Regions from separate parts of the Sus scrofa genome. Here region 2 is linked to region 1. Evidence: chromatin contacts called from public HiChIP or PLAC-seq data. All regions are on one chromosome and are shown on one strand. Each heading gives the region's core, a stretch centred on a gene start, on an enhancer-like site or on the middle of the called end of the contact. The rest is flanking DNA. Distances are from core to core; before and after follow the strand shown.

Evidence for each region. HiChIP or PLAC-seq counts read pairs in DNA pulled down with a chosen protein or histone mark.
Region 2: an H3K27ac HiChIP or PLAC-seq map of alveolar macrophages shows a contact between it and region 1. The contact joins two enhancer-like sites. A contact is called at or near these places in 2 of 2 datasets of contacts at active chromatin or transcription factors (alveolar macrophages and skeletal muscle).

What each region holds. Positions count from the first base shown.
Region 1 is chr4:111,688,911-111,696,679 of Sscrofa11.1, forward strand. It overlaps LOC106510205 (a long non-coding RNA gene), which reads left to right. Exons shown (of 7, transcript XR_002343539.1): 2 at 7,114-7,406. Among named protein-coding and RNA genes, the nearest start is that of SLC25A24, 110 kb to the left of the region's middle. Within about 2 kb of position 4,676, at least 2 of the 83 cell types and tissues checked have an H3K27ac peak or open chromatin away from gene starts, as enhancers often do. A contact at or near this core is called in alveolar macrophages, where this site is marked.
Region 2 is chr4:111,898,627-111,906,395 of Sscrofa11.1, forward strand. All of the region lies in intron 1 of VAV3 (guanine nucleotide exchange factor VAV3), which reads left to right. Among named protein-coding and RNA genes, the nearest start is that of VAV3, 77 kb to the left of the region's middle. Within about 2 kb of position 3,290, at least 10 of the 83 cell types and tissues checked have an H3K27ac peak or open chromatin away from gene starts, as enhancers often do. A contact at or near this core is called in alveolar macrophages, where this site is marked.

The DNA of each region.
Region 1 (7,769 bases), core at 3,426-5,925:
GGAGAAACTAATTGTCCCCCAATATTTGTTTTCTCCCTTCTTCAGTTAGTAATAGACATTTTTACTAGGCATATAACTGCTTAGATTAAGGACTCTATTTCTTAAACTCTCTTAAAGACAGTTGTGGCCGGTAACTAAATTCTGTAAACAGAGTGTCACCTGGCTCCAGGGGTTCTGCCCCTAGGCCCTTAAAGACAGTGGAGCATGAGTGCATCCTTTTTGTTGGTTTGTTTCGTCTTTGTCCCTTTCCCCATCCGAAGTCTAGAAAGCAAATAATGTCAACCACAAAGAACAAGACAGAAAGCCTGGCCCCTGATGCCATGGAAAACCTTCCAACCCCAGACCACCTACCCAGATTTCTATCTGAAAGAGAAATGAATTTCGACTTTGTTTAAACAATTATTTTGTGTTTTCTCTCTCTTGCAAACATAGCAGATCCTAATTAATACATTATGCAAATGAATTTAGATTTCATCTGTTGCTGATGGGGAGTCACTGAGGAATTTGAGTGGGAAATTGGTGGTAGTTGAGTTCGCAACGTGGTTGGAGTTGCATGTGGCAACATCTCTGAAGACCCCGTGGTGGATGGATCAGGATGGCACAGATGAGCGGTGGGTGGAGCCACATGTTCATTTAGTGGGTTTTGCCCTGGGTCAGCTTGGTTAAACTGGAATTGACTTCCCCAAATCCCCTTTCCTGTGTGTTCTCGGGATTGGCCTCAAGAGAAAGATTTGGAAGAGGAAAGTGAAGCAGCAGCCATGTTTACATGGAAAGTGAACATAGGTCGGGCACTGCTGCTGCTGCCAGTTCCCCTTCTTGGCACAGGGTCAGCGACTATTCAACTATTGCCGATTTCCTTGTTCAGCTCCTCTGAGTTCTGGGCCAGCTATGGATTGGATTCTGGATAAAGGGTGAAGGCTCGGAGGTGATGGGAAACTGACGAGCCTCCCAGTTTTCCTCTTAGGTTCCAACCTAGCCTTGGATTCCATTTTGTCCTTGCTCTCCCACTTCCTGTCCCTCTTTCCTTCCCAACTACCTGCCCTGTTGACTTCAAATCAGCACCAAATGAAGAAGCAACAACTGTACATAAACTCTTTAATCAGTTCCCCAAGTTGCATATGGTCAAATCCCTATAACAAGTCTCTTATCACGCTGAGTGGTTCTGCTTTTCTGATTGAACCCTGGCTGATGTTAAGTGTGAAGATGGTGAGGGCAAGGCTGTGAATTTATTTACCACGGTGTCCTGAGCATCTAAAAGAGTGCCTAGAAGATAATAGATGCTCAGTGGCTATTTTTGCATGAGAACACTGAAGAGGATACATGTGAGAGAGCTTGGGGAGGCAGAATTAATAGGACTTAGTTATTGCTTGGATGAGGAACTGAGAGAGAAGGGTGAAACCAGCAGAATCCTCATGGTTGTTGCTTTTGGCAACTAGGTGAAGATGATGCTGTATGCTAAGATAGGGAACCCCGGGAGGGAGAGTGGTGTGGGGTGACTTTTCCAAAAGGGCTCTTCCTAGGATGATAGAGTTGAATGCACAATGGGGTAGCTCTTATGCGCAAATGCTTGTATTCATAGAGAATCCTTGCAGTTGTAGGACTGGAGATTGAATCAGGCAGACTCTGCAGTTCGTTTTGGCCTTAGAATCCTGTGATAGTGGGGAGAAGATAATGACTGCTGCTTTGTATATACTGAGTTTGAGAAGACGGGGCTATTGCTTTTGGAGATATGTAGCAAACTGAAATTCAATTCATACCTCAGAGGGATCTAGGCTGGGGATTTAGTCTGGAGAGTCATTTGTGTCACAGCAGTAGTTGAAGCAATGGGCATGATTCAAACAGTTTAAAGGTGGTTAAGAGACCAGACTGGAGCCTTAGGGACCAGCAACACAAAGAGTTGGCAGGAGAAAAGGAGTCTGCCAAGGACACTTTAGAGTCATCAGTGATGTAGCCAGTGAGCCAGAGAGCAAGGTTCAAGAGACTGAGGGAGGAGATGGCATTAAAGGAGAAGCACCAAATGCTGAGAAGCATTACTAGGCACCAAATAACGTAAGTGGATGAGGCTTAGAAGTATTTCTAGAAAGTGTCCTTTCTGTGACGCCCTGGGGTGAGAAGCCAGAGTCAAGTGAGTTGGGGAGTGGATGGATGTTGGAAAGTATGCTTTTTTTGAAGCTTGGCTGTGAATGAAAAGAGAGGTTTGGGTTAGGAGTGAAAAAGCATATGAGAACCGGACAGAGAATTGTTGGAAGAGGACAGTGGGGTTTAAAATTTCAGAGTGGGAGCTGTTCTGAATGACGACTGGGTCTGCATGTGAACTTGGAAGTGGGCGGCTGAGGGGGAGTAGAGATGAAGTCCCTTGAGTTGAGATCAAGGAAGCGGAGGCCAAGATGTAGAAACCCAGTTAATGTGGGCATTGGTGCCCTAGACAGGGAGGACAAGACGGTGAGAAAAAACGATAACCCCACATTCAGGACAAACATGAGGGAGTTGACCAGAGAGTGGCATATTGCAGGAAAGAAGAAGTAGTTGTCTTTCTCGGAGGGTGTGGGTTTCAAAGGACCATGAGGTTATTTGTTCATTCACCCCTCAATAGTAAGTGCCTACCCCAGTGACCTGGCAGCACTGGTGGAGCACGACTAGGGGAACCACCTATGGAGTGATAAGTGGGGTGCAGGAGATAAAACATCTTCCAGTAGGAAGGACTGAGTCTGCAGAAGGAATCAGGATTTCCTCAGTGATTTTTAACCCTGACTTCACATTAGAATTCTCTGGGGAGCTTTTAAAACACACCTAGGTCCCATGCCAGGGCAACTCTATCGGAATCTCTGCCAGCATCGCCAGTGAAACAGCAGCAGCAGCCGTAATTTTCAACACCCCTGGGGATTGCCATTGCACAGTCAGGTGAATCACTGATGAGCAGGAAGTTCTTGGGAATAAAGAGGCTGATGGGGGACTCCAGGAGCCCCAGGAGCCAGAGGTGCAGGGTGGGGGTGGGGGTGAGGTGCTGAGTGGCACCTGCCCTGGGGACCAAGGGGGCAGGCTGGATAGTGGGGCTCCTGGATCCGGGGAGCTCTGATTGTTGGCGCTGGAGCCTTTGGCTGGTGGGCAGGAAGCTGCGTGGGGCCCAGCTACCGAGCATCTTCTCGTGGCCTGTAGCTGGGCGCCGGGCCAGGAAGGGAGGTGGGCCCCAGCCTTATTGCCCCTGGGAGGCTACTTCTAGTACGTTCTATCCTCAGGCCTCAGTACCACATTTGAAAAGTGCCATGAGAAACTGGGGCCTGTCTTGCGAGGGCAGACAGGAAGGAGGCAGTTCAGGAAATCATGTCACATGAGGAATGAAAGCAGAAACCGGGAAACAGCAGAAGAAAAACCCTTGAGTGCCTCCGACAACGGTCATGAGGGAGTTGAGAGGCTGTCCTGCAGAAGGGGGATTCGACGGACTGGGTTGAGCTCCAGAAGACAGGCTGGAGAGGAGGAATTTCAAGGGAAGAAGAGTGCATCTTGGTTTAAAAGAAGACATTCCTAACAACCAGCTTCCACCGCATTTGAAAGCGTCACGTACGAAGTGGGGCATTTTTCTAGAGTTTACCGACAGGCTGGAAGGCCAGATCATTAAATCGTTTCAGAACATCATAGCCGTACTCTGGGTCGGAGGCTGGAGAGCATATTCTTGACGGGCTCTCCCTAGTCCTAGATTCTTGAAAATCCCTCCATATGAACATGAAAGACACATTTTTAAAAAACCGAAGAAAAAATCCTTGGTGTGTGTGGGCCATTGTCTCGGGAAAACAGCGTTAGATTCTTCTTTTACGTCTTGCATTGCATTTGGGAAATACAGGTGACAATGTTAAACTATTCAAGGTGGCAGGGTTTTTTTTTCTTTCAATTAAAAAGCAAGGGCTTCCTTCATTATATATATTTATAGCTTAGCACCTTAATAGCAATGGTTATGGGCGCTGACATTTTCAGAACAATCTATTAGTTAATGCTAACCGTGTTTCTGTTTAAGTAGGTCAGTGTTTTGACAGGAGAAACTTGGAAAAGAGAGAAATCTATGTGATTTGAGGAAGGTCATAGCTTAAGTCAGCAATTCAGCCCCAAATAACCAATTGCCGTCATTTGACAGGTGTACGTCTGCAACAGCGAGCCCAGCTGAACACATAATACAGAGCATCTGGATAAATATAGTTCCCATTCAGATGGATTTCCACATAAACCAAGGCAGATGACAGTGAATAAGAAAGGAGATGACCTGAGTTCTTTAGGGAGAGGGGGTGGCTGTAACCTCGTTTTCCATTGCTGGGTTCTTTAAGATCTTGTGAAGAAACGACATTACAACTTTAAAAAAAAAATGGCTCTACTGTAAACGTGTTTGAAACTTTGGATTAAAAAAAGGTTTTCAAGGAATAAGTTGTCAAAAGCTGGAATGAAATGACAACATAGGAATGGCTTGAGGAGGAGGTAGAAGGGGTGATTATGAGATGATTTTAAGGAATTAGATGCAGAAACTCTCATAGCTGCCCAGAGCTGCAAACCATACAGGATGGGAGCTGGAAGGGTAGCAACTTGGCTACAGGTTGTATGATGGCAATTACATGTCATCCTAGAATGGGGAGAACTGTCGAGACAGTAAATAAGTGGTTGCCAGGGGCTTGGGGGCGGGGAGAAATGACACATAGGTGGAGCTCACGGAATGTTTAGGGTGATGAAACTATTCTGTGTGATGCTGGGATGAGTTATACATGATACCATGCATTTGTCAATGCCTGTTACAGCTTTCCAGCTCCACATGTGATCTTTAATATATGCAAATAAAAAAATTCTCTAGGAGGTCAGGGGATCGTAGGAAAGATAACAGATGGTGACAAGAGAATCTGACTGTATTACAAGCCTATGAAACACTCTCATTGAAGGAAGGTGGGAAGTGTGCTGACTTAGCACCTTTGGAAATGAGGGGCGTCTGTGAGACCAAAGGCAGAAGGGCGTGCACGTATGTCCGGAACTCAAGTCAGAAAAGTTGTGTCTCATGGAGGTAAGTGTAAACAGTTCTGATGGTGCTGTACCCGTGTGTCGGAATCCAGCCATTAAGAAAACGCATGGGGAGTTCCCATTGTGGCGCAGTGGTTAACGAAATCGACTAGGAACCGTGAGGTTGCGGGTTCGGTCCCTGCCCTTTCTCAGTGGGTTAACGATCTGGCGTTGCCGTGAGCTGTGGTGTAGGTTGCAGATGCGGCTCGGATCCTGCGTTGCTGTGGCTCTGGTGTAGACCAGTGGCTACAGCTCCGATTCGACCCCTAGCCTGGGAACTTCCATATGCCGCGGGAACGGCCCAAAGAAATAGCAAAAAGACAAAAAAAAAAAAAAAAAAAAAAAAAGATAAAAGAAAAAAGAAAACACATGGTGCACATGGTGGGAACCATGTTTCTTCCTGTTGGAGTGGGAGAGTTCAGGAAAGGGAGATTTCAAATGGTAATGGATCAGGATTGGAGGCTTTGGGCAAAAACTCAGGTTAGCTTTGATACAGATGGTTCATATAGAAATAGGTATAGATTTGTACACACACACCCACTAAAGGGGTATGTCAAGTGTGCACAGAAGCCACCTGAAAGAGCTTCCCAATGGCCAAGCTTGAACATTTTAGCAACAAAATAAAGTGCCTTGAGGTTATAACCCAAAGCATAACATAAATTAAAATAAATATTCATGGATCCATACAGATATAAATAAACTCTTGAATAAATTAATAAATGGGGAGAGAGACAAATTTCCCATCCAGACAAACTCCAAATAAACGATGAGATCCTCCATCCTAAGGGAGGGAGAACATCAGCTCCTCTCCTTATTTCTGGACGTCCTTCCAAAGCATGCAACATGGAAAGAGGGGGTAAGGTAACCTTTCCCTGGAGCAACCTCACGGACACTCTCTAGGCTGGATGATCAAGGTCAACGGAAGTCATAAATCGTGTTGATCGGATGCACCCTTCATAGGCTGGGGTGAAAAGGGAACTTTACTTCTGTGCGCCTCCTCCCCCAAACTCATAATCCACAATCTAATGAGGCAAACATCGGACATCTTCCAATAGAGGGCCTCCCTGCAAAATACAAGGCTAGGATGCCTCAAAATTGTCAAGGGCATCAGAAACAAGTCTGAGGAGCTATCACAGCTAAGAGGGGCCTAAGGACACATGACAACTACATGCATGATGTGATATCCTGGACTAGAATAAGGGCATTCGGGAAAAACAAAGGAAATCTGAAGAAACTACAGATCCTCATTCGTAATGTATTAATATGGGTTCCGTAATTGTACCACAGGCACCAAACTAGTGTCAGATGTTAACGGGGGAGACTGCATGTGGGGAGCACACGTGTATAGTAATTCTCCGTATTTTATCACCTTAATTTTCTGTAAATCCAGAACTGCTCTAAAAAATAAAATCTATTAATAAATCGATAAGAAAAATTCCCAGCTCCCACTCCCCAGGTGATTCTGATACACATCAAAGTATGAAAACTTCTTATCTCAAAAACGCTCCAAAGCCAAGAGTAGCCTTATGTTCTAGACCTATTCATGGGTCAGTATTTTTTTTTTAATATGCTAAAAAAGCAAACATAAGATCTTTGTGAATTTTGCATATGTGGTTTTTCTGACAGCTGTCTCCTCACTGGATGGATCAGGTGCAACAAAAAGCTGTACGATGCTGCCATGGGAGGCAGGTTCCAGGTCATGGCAATGGTAACATGAGGCGTCATGGTTCCCGGGACTCCTTTTGTCCGTTTGGAATATATTTAAATTTTATCGACCAACTAGATTCCTTTATAATATAGTTGTCAAGGTGTTTATCAGGGTTAAATGTAATTACGTATTGAGATTTTTAGGTAAGTGCCATTACATCAGTGATAAAATCATTGTGGAGTTTAGGAGAGGCTGCAAATGGCTTGAGAGAACTGCTGGGTTACAGCTGAGTGTGAGTTATGGTTCGTGTGTGTGTTTGTGTGTGTGTGTTTGGGGGGGGGCATGCACTCTCAGCAAGCAGACAACAACAACAGCTGTTTGGTTACAGGATGAGGCAGGCCAATTGGGAATTACAGAATTATTATTTCTTTGCCCAGATCTTACTCAGAACTTCCTGGCTTCAGCAAGACTGGCCTGTGACGTGAGTGAAGAGAAATGGATGAGACGCTCCCTGATAGAAACAAGGCTCTCTGGACACGGTCTCTCCAGTTGGACTGAGCCACACGGGGTTTTGAGTATGCTTTTTATCTCACCATGAAAGATGTTTGAGAAATGCTGAGCAAGGCTGGCCATTGCATTTGCAGCATATCAGGGGCTGGTTACGACAGACGCTGGGTAGGAGAAAGATATGCGGACCTGGACACCATCAGTGATCCTCTCTAGCCTGCAGGTAACTAAAACCTGGGTGATCTGGAGCAAATCAATGACCCCGAGTCCCAGAGCCCAGCTGGGACCCAGCAATGAGGTTCCCTGGTTGCGGGACTCCAGCATCAGTCACTTTTTTGAAGCATCCAGGTGATTCTTTTTTTTTTTTTTTTTAAATAGCTCCTTTTTTCATTGTTAAATGTTTTATTGAAATATAGTTGATTTACAAGGTTGTGATAATTTCTGCCGCACAACAAAGTGATCCAGTCATACATAGACCTGAGTTTCGGCAGATGATTGACCGTCAGCTGTCCCAGCTCCTTCCCCTGTTGCTGACGTTTTTCCTTAAAATTTTTTCCTCTAAGTATGATCATTGTCCTGCATCAAC
Region 2 (7,769 bases), core at 2,040-4,539, 210 kb after region 1:
AACCCACTCAACGGTGGCTCTCGCTCCCTGCCTCCCAGGGCTTGGCTGTCTTGGCTGTGCCTCTGATTCCATCCCTGCTGCTCCCTCCACCACCCTGACTTCACTGCGGTTGCTGTGACTGCTTCCACCCATCTCTAGATCCTGATCTCCAGCGACTGCGTTCGACTGTCCCATAATGGCCTGTGCAGAAAGAAATGACTATTTTTCTGTACCCTTGATAGGGAGCCTTGCAAGCCAGGCTTCTCTGGAACATGGATTGAGCCATTTTTAGTGTGCTGCAGGGGAGCTGTGTTCCAGGCAATGATATGACCAAGTGATACTTTTTCTCATTAAAGGCTACCATGTATGGCTTTCATTAACAGCTTAAGGAATATAGTAAAATAGGTGCTTCAGGCTAATTTTGATCTCTACACTTCCCAGGGATTTAGTTTTCTAGTGCACATACTAGAAATACATAAGGAGGATTAAAGATGCTATGTATTAGCTTTTTTTTTTTTTTCCTCCCCCGGGTCCAAGAGCTAATGCCGGGGTTGACAGAAAAGCCTTTAAAACTGAACTAAGTTCCTGCCGAAGGAGAGAGGTGCGGTGCTCCTTATGAAGACAAGCTGTAGAACGCAGCAGAGGGCTTGTGTGTATGTGTGATGGTGACAGCTGGCCAGGGACCCTGAAATTCACCACTGAATACACACCATCATCTGGGTTGGCAACCCAGCTGATGCTAATGAGCAAAACTGCTTAATAATTTAAAGTCTTTATTTTATTTGTAATTATTAACATCACCAACTTCTAAAAAGGCTTTTGAGGTGATTTCATAATGAAGATATACTGATATATTAGCATGTAAGTAAGAGAATACAATAACAGTTTAATGTAAAAATTTAATACGTTTGCTGGCTAACAGGGAAGGATTACTGTTTATTTTTCTATGTGATAAACTGCATCACCATTCATTCATCAATTTATGCAAACATTTGTCTGTTTTAAAAGCTCTGGGGATACAGAGATGAAATAATTGTAGTCTCCACCGTCAAAAATATTTATTTCATGTAGGAACAGTTGGGCAAACAGATATAGTCAAGCTAGATATTATCACAGGTATGAGCCTGGTCCTATAGAGTAGATAGGATACACGTTGGGGAAGTTGTTTGTTTTTTTTTAATTACTCAGATGAATTTATCACATCTATAGTTGTATGATCATAACAATCTGATTTCACAGGACTTCCATCCCACAGCCCAAGCACATCCCCCCACCCCCGTTTTTTTTAATTGAAAAAATTAAAAAAAATTAATGTATATTTGATTCACAATGTTGTCCCAATTTCTGTAATACACACATACACACACACATATATAGGTATACACATTATTTTTTATATTCTTTTCATCATGGTCTATCCCAGGGGATACATGTGTTTTTACAACTTAGCCCTACGGGTATGAGCTTAATCATTTCAGTAGTTACATATAACCCACAAGAATACTTCATCATTGAAGACAAGGGAAAAACCCTCTAACTTTTTTTTAATTTAATTTTTTTAAAGGCCGCACTTGTGGCATCTGGAAGTTCCAGGCCAGGGTTGGAATCCAAGCCACAGCTGCAACCTCTACCATAGATGCAGTAATGCTGAATCTTTTAACCCACCTCACCAGCCCTGGGTTGGAACATGTACCTCCACAGAGACCTGACCTGTTGCAGTAGGATCCTAACCCACTGTGCCAGGGTGGGAACTCCAAAGCCCTGTAACTTTAAGTGTTATTAAATCATTATTATTATTATTATTTTCTTTCTATGGCCAGCTGCACCTGTGGCATATGGAAGTTCTCGGGCTAGGGGTTGAATCAGAGTTGCAGCTGCCAGCCTGCACCACAGCCACAGCAACACTGGATCTGAGCCACATCTGCGACCCATACCACAGGTTGTGGCAATGCCGGGTCCTTAACCCACTGAGCAAGGCCAGGGATCGAACCTGCATCCTCATGGACACTGTGTCAGGTTCTTCACCTGCTGAACCACAATGGGACCCCCTGAATTATTATTACATTTTGGATGAAGTAATTAAATTTTTATCCTCTAAAAATGAATTGCAGCCTAGACAATAATCAAAGTGGAAATACTGGCTTTCAGTTTACTGAAAATATAAGGGAGTTGTAGTTTAGTTATTTGAGCACAAAATTGGAGCTGAGAAGCAGTCCTCCTCCATTTCTGGCTTTCTTCCTTGAGTGCTCTTTAGGGTCTTTTTTTTTTTTTTGCTTTTAACTCAGTGAACGTTATTATATTTATAGTTGTACAATGGTCATCACAACTCAATTTTAGAGCATTTCCATCCCAAACCCCCAGCCCATCCCTCCCCACCCCAACCTGTCTCCTTGGGAAACCACACGGTTTTCACAGTCTGAGTCAGTATCTGTACTGCAGAGAAGTTCATTGTATCCTTTTTTTAGATTTAGGGTCTTAATTTATTTATAATAACAGGATCAGAAAAACTGAAGGTATTATGTAGTCCTGAACGGATGCTATGCACGTAACTATTTCAGAATTATTCAGGCAGCATCTGTAGAGGGGATTCTTCATAGAACAATGGTGACGATGCCCTTTCTGTTGGGACCCACCGCCTCTCCAGCGAAAGGGACAAATGAGGTCCCCATACAAATACAAATTCTTCTTTTCCTTCTTTTAAAAAGAAAGTTTTCCAAAAGAGGTAAGATTTAGTTGGCCTAATTTTGCAAGACAGAGGTAGAGAGAGAGACACAGGACAGTCTGGTGAATGGGCCAGACACAGAAAACCAAGGTAAGGGCGAAACTTGATTTATTAGTATTTCCCTTCCATAGCTGCCTCCCTGCCTACTAGTTCTACAAGGCATGATGGTAGCCTTTGGAGAGGGGAGAGGACGACTTAGAATGCCAGGGGTGCTGGGGAGAGGTTGGCTTAAGTCTCAGCTAAGAAGGAAGACTTCTTGGACCTTAATATTTGTAGATGGGCTTCATCACGGTCTCTTTTGTGCCTTTCAACACCGTCAATCAGCTTGTAATGGCCACACTTATAATTCAGATTATGCCAGACGCTTAAATTCAGAGTCTTGCCTTCAAATGGGATAATGAGTATCCCATCAAGAAGCCAAGAAATGAGCCTGGCTCTTGGTGGCTCCTGCGAAAATTGGAGTAAGTCAGCACATCCACGTGGTTGTGAAGCTGTATTAGAAATTGTCCACCTTCCCACAAGATACCCTGTCTCAGATGAGATTGAAATAACTCGTTTCACAACAAGCCGCAGAGGTTTTTCTGTTACGTAGCCTCAGTTAACACCAGTCCATGATTGCTGACAGTTTTAGAGAAGTACAAGAACAAGAAAGGGGAAGCGATCCTATTTGCATTCATAGCATTGAGAAAAGGCAAAATGGTTTCTGCACACATAGAGGAAAAAGGAAGCCATACGCTTAATAAAAGGAGTAGAGGGAAAAGAGAGTCTTGAAGGGTTTTATGGTGAACTTTTTAGCAGCCTGACCTTTAAATGTTTCCTTTCTGTAACATTGATCTCACTAGCCTTCAAGTGGGAACGATGAAGAGGCTGCACCATGAAAAAAGCCACTTGGCCTTGTCTGTTGTGATAGCTACCTGGTTATGAAACATCTTCTAACCTAGAGAGCTCTGGCCTGACGTGTAACTTTCAGGTTGTCTTAGACCTTGACAGTGTTAAGCTTTCTTCTTTTGAAAGTTTTCTGCATCTTTCCTGAGTGTTTTTCTCCACCTTGTAATAAATCAGCCAGCTGTTTATGTATTTCTGAAGGGGCAGAGGGGGTGAGCATGGTGGTTGAAGACTGCTGGCTGCGTCATCAGGATGTGTCACTTGTCACTGGATATACCCTAGAGAGAAGCTCTGCAGTATCTGTCCTCATTGGGCCTTTCCATATGAAGTCAAGAATTCATTGACTCAGGAGTTCCCGTCGTGGTGCAGCGGAAACAAATCCGACTAGGAACCATGAGGTTTCGGGTTCGATCCCTGGCCTTGCCCAGTGAGGATCCAGCGTTGCCGTGAGCTGTGGTGTAAGTCGCAGACGCGGCTTGGATCCCGCATTGCTGTGGTTGTGGTGTAGGCCCGCGGCTATAGCTCCAATTAGACCCCTAACCTGGGGACCTCCGTATGCTGAGGAAGTGGCCCTAAAAGGACAAAGTGACAAAAAAAAAAAAAAAAAAAAAAATCATTGACTCAGTTGGTGGCCCCTTTTCACATACCCTGTTCCCTAACTTGCTAAGTGACCATTTTCAGGGACTACCCACCGCTGCCTGTGCAATACCCCAGGGCAGAGCAGTGGGTATAATTCTCAACCCTTCTTTTCTCCCTCACGCCACTCCCTCCACCCCACTCATATTCAATCAGTTGCCAGGCATTTCTTTTCCATATTTCCTGCCAGAATTCGTTCCCTTGCTCCTTCGACCCTCCTAGTCCAAATCACCCAGTAACTTTTTCATTAAATGACTCTGACAGCTTTCTGTCCTCTTCCTTAGCTACCCTCCTCCTAATCTCCCCTGTAAAGAGAAAAGAAGAACAGTTAATTTTGCACACTGCAAAATGGAGCTAGTGTAACACAGTGGTTAAGGATGTAGACTCTGTAGCCAGACGGTGTGGATATGAATTATGACTCCATTACTTTGGCAAATGCAGTTATGTAAGCTTGGGTGAACATCTAAGCCTCGATATACATGACAGAAAGAAAAAAAAAATGCTTTCCTGATTGAGTTGTTCTGAGGATTAAAAGACATAAACATTTAGCATAGATCGTGGTATATAGCACACACTCAGAATTACTCTAATAGCCCTAAAACCCTGAACTGAGTCTTCTATTCCCTCTTTCAAACCTCAGTGTTTGTTTCTGCTAGGATGAAGCCCCCATCCCTCTGGGCTTGCCCTGCGGGTCCCAGCCCCGCCCCGCGGCACTGCTCTTGCTGCTCCCCGCAGTGTCGTGTTGATTCTGAACCACCTCCACGACTGCCCCCCTGCCCCCGACCCTGCTCCATTTCTTCGTCTTGTCTCATTTGCATCCTGTGCCCTTGACCTGAGACACCCTTGCACCGGAGGCTGGCGATTCCCTTCCCCCTCCTTGAACATCAACCGCTCCTTCTACCTTTGTGGCTGACGCGGGTTCACCCTGCAGGGGCTCCTCTTCCACTTACTCCAGAAGGCTCTCTCTGATACTCTAGGACTCACAAGGAACCTTTGAAGGGCCTTCTTCACAGCACTCGCCCTGTCATTGTGCATTCCTGTGTCTGTGCCCTGCCTGACTAGATTGTCTCTTTGGAGGGCAGAAATTGGGTCATATTTGTTTTTTTTTTTCTTTTTTTTAAATCCAGTTGTTGGCAGTTTCATTCAATTAATACGTATTTAATAAGTTAATAAATCAGTGCCCAATTGGGATGTTTTGTGAAGTTTTATGATGCTTACTACCTAAAAGGCACCACGTTAATATTTGTTAAATGAGGAAAGACTGTGTAGACCTTGCATGTGTCCTTGATTTTGGTAGCTGTCATGTGTGGATATATTTAATACTTAAAGCATCCTGCAGTTATTTAATTCTGATACTTAAAATTGCAATCCTAAATTCTAAAAAAATCTAAAATAAGTGATCTAACAACATTTTATCATTTTTGGCCAAGCATAAGGTGTGGTTATGAAGTGAAATAATGAGATGCATTTGTCTGCGTGCGTCATCAACCAGGTCTCAAGGCAGAATGTTTTCAGCTGCTGCCAGGGATACAGAGCACTGTTAGTGGGTCAAAACACCAGTGACCTCTCTAGGCCTAAACATACTCAGTGAAAGGGTTTTCTCTCTCTCAACAGTGTGAGATAAGTAGTTGGCTTCTGGGACACTCCACAAAGAAAAACGACAGGATTTGGAGAGGTACTTCCGGAGATAACTCACACCATTCTTATTTACATTAACTCTTTCTGTTGCAAGCGATGGATTGCTTAAGCAAAGGGTGGAGTTACGGGTTCATTGGATATAATTGCCTCATGTAATTTGGGAGCAGCCTGATGCTCAGACTCTGGTTTCTAAATAATGTTTCCTGTGTACATTGAAACAGAACTGTTTGGAGAAATGGCTGATTACAGAGCTTGAGCAGGGAGAACCATGAGGTGGGCTCAGGACAGCTTCATCTAAGAAAATAAAGGCGAATGGAGTCAAGTCAAAAGGACACAGGGACCAGCTTGAAGAGACCCCAAGTGGCCAAATTGGGGACTCTGTGAATGTCAAAAGGAATAATGATGGCAATTAATTATTACACAAGCAAAAGCTTAAAAAAAAAAAAAAAAGAGGGAGGACAGGGGAAGTTTGTCTTTTGGCAAGAATACCAGCTAATACATGTGGAAGGCATGATTGAATTTTGCAGTCCCAGATGCAATATTTGAAGCAAAGCTTATCAGTGGATGCTAAATGCATGGTGAAAAATTGTTGGGAAATAGGACAGCCACAGATGACCCCCGCCCACCCCACCCCAGGCTTTACTGATATAAAGGGGAACCCATACCTTTACAGTAAAGAGATGTGGCAATAACCACCTTAACCAGGTGATCAAGCCTCAAATCCACAATCATGGGGTAGCCTAACATTTGGTGTCTTCTGGTGTGAAGAAGTATGACGTTCACAGCATAAAATATTTTTTTTCCCCTAAACTGTTTAACTTGTATCTTGACTTACCTTTGGTTCATAGGAAATATAAATGATGGGGGAATGCGTTTAATGATACCAGGAGGAAGTAAACAGACAAAGCAGACTGTGGAACACTGTATAAGACACCTGGGTCTGGATTCTTCCAAATCAGTATCATTATTAAAAAAAAAAAAGTATCTTTTTTAGCTTAAAAGACACTGCAAAGATAAAGCAACCAAAAGTAGTGGGTAAAATTGAACAGGACCCTAGAGAGTGTGGGGTGGGAGGGGATTGGGGGGGGCTCGTGTAAAAAGGCCTTGGGTGGGCAATGGGTGAAATTTGAATATGGAATGGATACGAGATGATATGGAATTATTGTTAATTTTCTCAGGTGTGATAATGGCCTTGTGAATATTTAGGAAAACAACTTTATTCCTGGGTGATGCCTGTTGAGTTTTTGAGGAGTGACGCGCCTGGATGTCCAAACTTACTTTCGCATACTTTAGCAACGATTTTGTAAATAAATAAGAGAAATGATTGACGCACAAAACCCCACATGGCAGGACATTACAGTTGTTGCGTAAATGGAGTGTTCCTTGTTCTGTTCTTTCAACGTTTCTTTTGATTTGAAATTAAATAAACTGGGAAAAGAAAAAGTGCAATGGAAGGAACACCAAGCAAAAGTCTGGGGACTGGCAGGCAGGCTGGCAGGCCCCACTCTGTCCAGGGCTTCTAAGGCCACTTCCTTTGTCCCTCAACACGTCCTGTACTTGCACCGAGCCCTGGGGGGAAGTGGGATCCCAGAGTTATTAGCCGATTGTTGAGTGACTATGAAAAGCTCCAGCTACGGTTAACAGAGACGCTTGTCTTAACTCGTTTTTCTCGCATTTCCCATGTTTTGAACTTGTAGGCATTCCAAAACAGTTGACTAAAAAAATACCTAAATAAAAAGGTGACCAAACCTGATGACTGCCTGGAAATGTGAGAGCGCACCTGTGAGATTTTTCAAATCCAGTAAATATTTGTGGAACTTAATAGAATTGAATTAATAAGGGTCAAATAAGGTTAAGAGTGGTTCCAGAGGTAAGGGGAAGTTCTGCTTTTAAATCTTCTCTTCTATGC